2 separate regions of the Sus scrofa genome follow, and region 2 is linked to region 1. Evidence: chromatin contacts called from public Hi-C data. All regions are on one chromosome and are shown on one strand. Each heading gives the region's core, a stretch centred on a gene start, on an enhancer-like site or on the middle of the called end of the contact. The rest is flanking DNA. Distances are from core to core; before and after follow the strand shown. Region 1 overlaps MARK2 (serine/threonine-protein kinase MARK2). Region 2 holds the start of MARK2 (serine/threonine-protein kinase MARK2).

Evidence for each region. A called contact is a pair of places that touch in the nucleus more often than the background predicts.
Region 2: a contact with region 1 is called in a Hi-C map of blood, with 2.2 times the contacts expected there. The contact joins the promoter of MARK2 here to the enhancer-like site in region 1. A contact is called at or near these places in 2 of 5 promoter capture datasets (both in liver), 21 of 47 Hi-C or Micro-C datasets (alveolar macrophages, blood, embryonic fibroblasts and 8 more) and 2 of 2 datasets of contacts at active chromatin or transcription factors (alveolar macrophages and skeletal muscle).

What each region holds. Positions count from the first base shown.
Region 1 is chr2:8,169,124-8,172,563 of Sscrofa11.1, reverse strand. It overlaps MARK2 (serine/threonine-protein kinase MARK2), which reads left to right. Exons shown (of 18, transcript XM_021082895.1): 2 at 3,025-3,204; 3 at 3,427-3,440. Among named protein-coding and RNA genes, the nearest start is that of RCOR2, 24 kb to the right of the region's middle. Within about 2 kb of position 1,688, at least 1 of the 83 cell types and tissues checked has an H3K27ac peak or open chromatin away from gene starts, as enhancers often do.
Region 2 is chr2:8,214,033-8,217,472 of Sscrofa11.1, reverse strand. It overlaps MARK2 (serine/threonine-protein kinase MARK2), which reads left to right and starts at 1,506. Exons shown (of 18, transcript XM_021082895.1): 1 at 1,506-1,948. The coding sequence starts at 1,895.

The DNA.
Region 1 (3,440 bases), core at 439-2,938:
GAGCAGCCCAAGAAATAGCAAAAAGACAAAAAAAAAAAAAAAAAGCTGTCTCGCATGTGGCCTTAGTCCAAGAAACATTTTCTACGGGAGACTTTCTCCTTTCCCTGTTTCTCCCCCATGGGATCTCCTCATCCTGGCCCCATCCGTGCCGTGGGAAATGGACTGAAGGGGTGAGAGAAGGACTGTGTGCTTTGAGTCCTGAGAGTTGGGTGGTTTGGTCCTGAAAGGGCACTTGTAGAGCAGGGGCTCACCGAGCATGCACCAGTGTTCTCTGCCTCTCTGGGTCCAGGACGGGCAGAACCGTCACTTGACTGTCCTGGACACCAGGCTTGAAACCAGCCCTTCATGGCTGCCCTGTGGAGTCCCCTCCTGTGAAGGCTGAAGGTGCTGGGGCTCCCAGCCGGGAGGGTCCCTAGTATCTCTTGTCAGCCTCCAGCTGGGCTGCAGCTGGCTTAGGAGGGCTTGACCTGGATGCGGAAGTCTCGTTGACAATGAGACGTCTTGCTTCGAGGACAGGCTTTAGAGTATTTAGGAACTAAACTTAATGGCCGTCATGGTTTTCTTTATTGAGCATTGGATAAGGCATTGTGCGTGCGTCCTGTCACCTAAGTAGCGTGAAAGAGGGAATGTTTCTTTGCCGCTTTACAGATAAGGAAACTAGCACTAGTAAGTGGAAGAGCCAGGAGCGGGCAAGTCCTGGTGCCTGGAGCTCCTCCGCGCCCACTAGACCCTCTCCCGGCTCCGTGTGTGGGATTGTCTCACAACGGTCATCTTAGATGATTTACTCCTCCCTTTGTAATAATTTCATCTCCTGCTTAGGAGGAGGTCGATAATAAAATTAACATTATTGAGTAAGTGGCAGTTTCGAGCTTTGAGCGCTGGCAGTTTGTCTCGGCATCTATGCTTTTAAACCACACCTCTTTGTCCTCGGAAGGAGGAGGGTTGTCGCTGTTCCTTGAAGTTCACTGTGCAGCTCGAGGAGGGGGTGCTGTCCTGCTCTGCCACACAGAGCGTCCCTTGGGGCTGGAAACATGGGAAGGGATGGGCAGAGCTCAGGATAGGCAGTGGGATTCCCCGATTTGGCTTCAGAGGGCAAAGGGCCCCAGTCCTTAGGTGGACACGGAATCCTCATTCCTCATTTGAGAACTTGGAGACCGCCAAGCCTCTGCTGCCTTTGGCTCCTGTGCTCAGAAAAGAGGGGAGTGATGAGAAACTTAGGAGGCGAATTAGAGGTTGCCAAGGGAACGTTTCCACCCATCTTGCTCTCTTGGGAGTTGGGGCAGAAGGAGGGTTTTCCCTATTTCCAACCCCTTAGGGCTGAAAAGCAACTAGTTGGGGAAGCACACTTCTTGCCAAAGGAACCCTGGACAGTTCCTTGGGTGGTAGCAAGTCATTTGTTTTTTTCTGTGGTTTTTGAGGGTTTCACTTACAGCCAGAGAGGCCTGTGAAAGAAAGAACTTCGAGTCACACTTCTCTGGTCACCCTGCTCCCCTCCAAACCATCTCCTTGAAGGGTCCAAGGCAGCTCAGGGTGGTTCCGGGATGAGGCGCTGACAGCACTTTATCCCCACTGTGCTGAGGCGATGGCACCAGCTGCCCTGGAAGAGGTACATCGGGTCCTGACCAGAGTTAGACAGACTCCTGACAGCCGGAGGGAGATGCATGTCACATCCCGTGCAGTTGACACATTCAAGCGTGCAGTTTAGCGGCTTTGAGTAAATTCACAGCTGTGTATCCGTCACCACCATCGGCATTTCATTAGAACCGTGGCTGTTTCATCCACAGTTGGTATATCCATTGATGGACATCTGTGTCATTCTCACTTCGGGGCTGTAGGAACGTGGGGTGTTATGAGGGTAAGTTGGTGTACGAGTTGCTTTTGGGTGTGTAGCTAGGAGTGGAATTGCTGGATCGTGTAGAACTCTACGTTCAGCCCTTTGAGGACCGCACAAGTCTTCATACAGATGTGTGTTTTCATCTGGCCTGTGCCTTTTTTTTTTTTTTTTTTTTTTTTTTTTTTTGTCTTTTTGTCTTTTTCTAGGGCCGCACCCGCGGCATATGGAGATTCCCAGGCTAGGGGTCCAATCGGAGCTGTAGCTGCCAGCCTACACCACAGCCACAGCAACATGGGATCCGAGCCGCGTCTGCAACCTACACCACAGTTAATGGAACACCGGATCCTTAACCCACTGAGCAAGGCCTGAGATCAAACCTACAGCCTCATGGTTCCTAGTCAGATTTGTTAACCACTGAGCCACCATGGGAACTCCTGGCCTGTACTATTTTTGTATTATGTTTATGTATGTGTTTGGTGCCAATTGTTGTCATTTCTGCTTCCTCACACCCAAATTACTTGAGCTATGGGGTATCTGAGGAGGGCAGATTATGGCCTTGCTCAGACCCTGTCATTGAACTTTCTCACTGCATTGAGCATCTAGCATAATCTGGTCTGTCTAGGTACTGGGATGTGTCAGTGACTAAATGATACATGCCTGCCTTCATGAACTTCCATTCTTACCAGATAAGCAACAGATCCATACAAAGTGGTACATAATAAAGAGAAGTGTTAAGCATTGGGTGATGACGCGTGCTTTGCAGTAATTCTGATCATGTTGCTTCTGCAACGTATCAACATGTGTGACCTTATCAAAATGTGAACAGGCAACAGGGAGGATGATAGACGATGCTCTCCCACATGAGATGGAAAAACCGTTGGCTTATTGACAGTGGATGTATTGTCAGGCAGTGGAGCCAGTGTTGGGACAGCTCAGGTCCTACGTTCCAGTGCCCGCAGGATATTGATGCTGGACCTGAGGCTGTGCTCCTTTGGAGTGAAGGTGGACTCGCTTCCCAGCGCCTTTTCTCCCCCCCGCCCCCTTAGGACTCATTCTCTGTGTGCTCATCAGCCCCCTGGGATCTGCCCCTGTGCCCAGCCTCTTACTTTTCTTTGCAGAGAGCTAAAGGCAAGGGTGTGGGGAACTGCAAGGGCAGCATGCTTAAAGGTGTGTGTGCTTCCACCCTGCAGCCCACCTTGGGACACCTCGACTCCAAGCCCAGCAGTAAGTCCAACATGCTGCGGGGCCGCAACTCAGCCACCTCTGCTGACGAGCAGCCCCACATTGGCAACTATCGACTCCTCAAGACCATCGGCAAGGGTAACTTTGCCAAGGTGAAGCTGGCTCGGCACATCCTGACCGGGAAAGAGGTGAGCGCTTGGGTTGGGGACGTGGCAGCATCTCCCCGTTCTGACACCCGCCCAGCAGGTAGTGGTGGGACCACTGTCACAGCCACTGTCTTGTTTATTAGGCAGAAACAGAACAGACAGGGGTGCCAAGAGGGATGAGGCCAAAAGAAGGCGGGAATGTAAAGGAGGAAGTAGATTTGAGTCCCCAGAGAGGTAATTTTGGGCTTTCTGTCTCTTGTTCAGGTAGCTGTGAAGAT
Region 2 (3,440 bases), core at 257-2,756, 45 kb before region 1:
TGTGGGGATTCTCGCTTCTGCCTATCTTAGGGTGAGTTTGGGGGGATGGTTTTCTAAAATGACTAGGGCATGATGAGTGGGGGCCACTTAGAACCAGGGGAATCAGATCAGTCAGCCTACTGCCTCTCCCTGGTGAGACAGTCTACGGGGTAGTTGAAGAGAGGACTCAGGTTGGCACATGGACTTCCTGTTAAAGATAGGGGCCCTGCAGAGATGAGAGGGACCCCAGAGCTCATGAATCTGGTGGTCTCAATTTACTGATAGGGAAGCTGAGACCCAGGGAAGGAAAGGGATTTTTCCAGGTGCTCATTCTTTGGGCCATCCTAAGGAATCTTCATTTTCAGCCAGTTGCTCTTTTCTTTCCCATGAATTTCCTTAGAAGGGATAACTGAAATGTGTATTAAGACGAGAATGTCTCTCCTGCCCTACCTCACAGGGGTATTTAAAAAGGGAACTGGTGTGACTCAATATTGCCATAGAGCGATGTCATTTTGTGCTATTTTGAACAATTAAAAGACTTTTTTTTTTTTTCTGAAGGAAAAAAAAGGCAACTGAAATTCAAAGATGTTATTTAGAATGTCATCACTGGAACAAAGGCATGGATTCTTTCAAGATAGGGACATTGAGGAGTCTAAACATAGAGATGTTATGTGTTTTTCCAAGATCACACAGCATTTTCACTGTGCAGAGCTGGGGGTGGAATGCCAGGGCTGGGGGGACCTCTGCAGCCTCTGGCATTGGAAGCCAAGGACGTTGACCTAGTGCTTGCCTGAGACCTTGAGGAGCCCTGTGGACTAGATGTGGGATGCATGGATAGATAAATAGAAGCCACGATAGACAATAGCAGGTGATGAACGGTAGGTAGACAGGTAGCAGACTAACGCTGCATCTGACAGATGACACACATGTTGATAGATAAACTGGATGAGAAATGAAATGGAATTTATGGGCTGACTTTAGAACCAAAGGATGCCAATAGCTAACAGCTTCGTTTTCTATTTAGTCAAATAGTAACACGCACAGGGGATCCACACTCCCTGTTCAAGGTTTGAAAATACCCGGAAACTGACGGAAAGAAACGAAGAGTCAGAATCTGGGTACCACCCGAGGGAATGACCCGAAGCTCGCCCGATCTCGGGTGTTGCCGGAAATGGCCGACGACCGCCGTCGGCTGCTGGGCGGGATGGGGGCGTGGCCGGCTCACGGCACGAGGAGCAGCTTCGGGTGTTTCCGGAAACAGCCGAGAGCCCGCGAAGTGGGCGGGGAAAAGCCTGTGGGCATCGCTGGAGTACCCGGGGAGGCTTCGTGGATTTCCGTAAACAGAGCCGAAGCTTGATCTTCGGAATCGAGGAGGTGCGCGCGTCCCCGGGGCTACCTTCTTCGGGTGTTTCCGGAATTCACCCGTAGTCCGTGGCCGGGAGGAGAAGGCGCGCCCCCCTCCCGTTTCAAGCCGCTTCGGATGTTTCCGGCTGCTGCCGGCGGAAAGAGCCGAGGGCCGGCGGTGGTGGCGGCCATGTTGGGAGCAGCAGGTCCGGCGGCGGCTGCCTGGGTGCCGGGCGCGGAGCAGTGCCGCTGAGGGCAGGGGAGGAGCGAGGCAGGCGGCCGGCTGCGGCGGCAGAGAGTAGGCGGAGCGGCGCGGCCCGGCCGAAAGGCGGCACAGCCCAGCCGGGGGTCGGGGGGGTGCGGTCCGGAGCCGCTCGGAGCCGGCGCGGCCTAGCCCGAGCGGCGCATCCCCGGGCTGGCGTGAGCGGCAGCCCGGCCTCCCCGCACCCCCGGCCGGGGCCCATGCGGCGGGTGCCCCTGCTGTGAGAAGCCCCGCCCGGCCGGGCTCCGCGCCTTCCCTTCCCTCCCTTCCTCCAAGCTTCTCGGTTCCCTCCCCCGAGATACCGGCGCCATGTCCAGCGCCCGGACCCCCCTACCCACGCTGAACGAGAGGGACACCGAGCAGGTAAGGAGCCTGAAGGCTCCCCGAATTCTCTGGCTGGGCCCCTGCACCTTGCAGAGCCTCCTCCCTCCTCAGTTCTCCTCGTGCCCCTGCTGCCGTTCTGTAAGCCTCGGCTGCCCTGTCATCTGGCTCCTGGCACCGCACATCCCCCTTCCGAGTCCTGTCCTGGGACCCACCTCGTCCAGACTCCAAGCTGCACACTTGTCTTTCTGCCGACCCCCCCGTCTCCCCTCACCGCCCTCCTGCGCTCTTCCGTGTTACCTCCCCAGCTTCCTCTTCTCTTCCCTTTTTCTCTCAGGGGCCTTTCTGGTCTTCCTCCACCCACGCTTAAAGCAGCCACCCTCCTGCTCCCCCAGTAGCACCCTGCGATTTGCCCCAGATCGTTGTCCACCTCTTCCTCCATCCCTCCAGCCTTGCGTCCCCTCCGCCCGCACCGGTTCTCCCAGTCCCGGTTCCCACCCTCGGGGGCCTTGCCCTGGAGTGTGTTCTCAGTCCCTATCCTCTTCCAGTTCCCTAGCGTTTTATGCTGCCTCTTGCTTCTCCACATTGTGCTCGCCGTCTTGCTTGCAACCCACCAGCTCCACCCTCATCACCTTTCCAAATCGTTCGCCTACTCTTGGCTCATCACTTTCCCTTCTCTTCTCCAGGAGCTCCCTGGTGCCTCGCGCTGGCATTTGTTGCTTCCGTGTTTCCCATCCAGCTGTCATGCGCATAGTTTTCCCACAGGTTGTCTTGGGGGTTCCAGTCTTCACCCCCGTCAGAGCCTTTGGATTGGTCACGATCTCTTCCTCTGGGGTGCCCCGGTCTCCTGTTTCTCACTGTGAGCACTTTACCAGTCTGCTCCCTGAGCTCTTCCTGCCGAGGGGAAGACATTATTTCAGCCCCACTCCATTAACCGCAACCTGTTGCTCAGATCTTTCCCGGCCCCGCTGCATCACCGTCCTTCCCTTTTTGTCCTTAGACCGCGACGCAGACCGTGACGCTTCCTTGTCTCCACTCCTGCCTCTGGCCCTCTCCATAGTATCTCCCCCCTTGCTTGTTGCCTTCCGGTTTCTCTACCCCCACCCTGTCTTCCTTACTGTAGCTCTTGCTCAGGATTGCCTTTCATCTCCATATTAGTCTCCTGCCTTTTTCGCCTCATCCTTATTTTCCCTGCATGTGCTCCTACCCACCCCCTTGTGATTGGCTAGTCTTTGTAACTCTGGGGCCGGGTATTTTGCATGCTGGTTTCTTGAGCCTCACACTCCCCCTCGTCCTGGCAATCACTGCTATCGTTTGTCACCCAAGCCTTAGCCTTTTCTGTGTCATCTCACCTCTGAGCCGAGGCGTCCACTTACCACCCCTCCTCTTTCTTTCCCCGTCTCCAGTGTCCCTTGCTGCCTGCTCTGTGGAGAGTCCCCTTCCTGTCACACCCTTCTCCGTGGAGAACTTTACAGGGCAGAAACACTTGACTTGAAAAGAGGGCTCTTCTCCCCTTGGGGCTTTCGGTGATTTT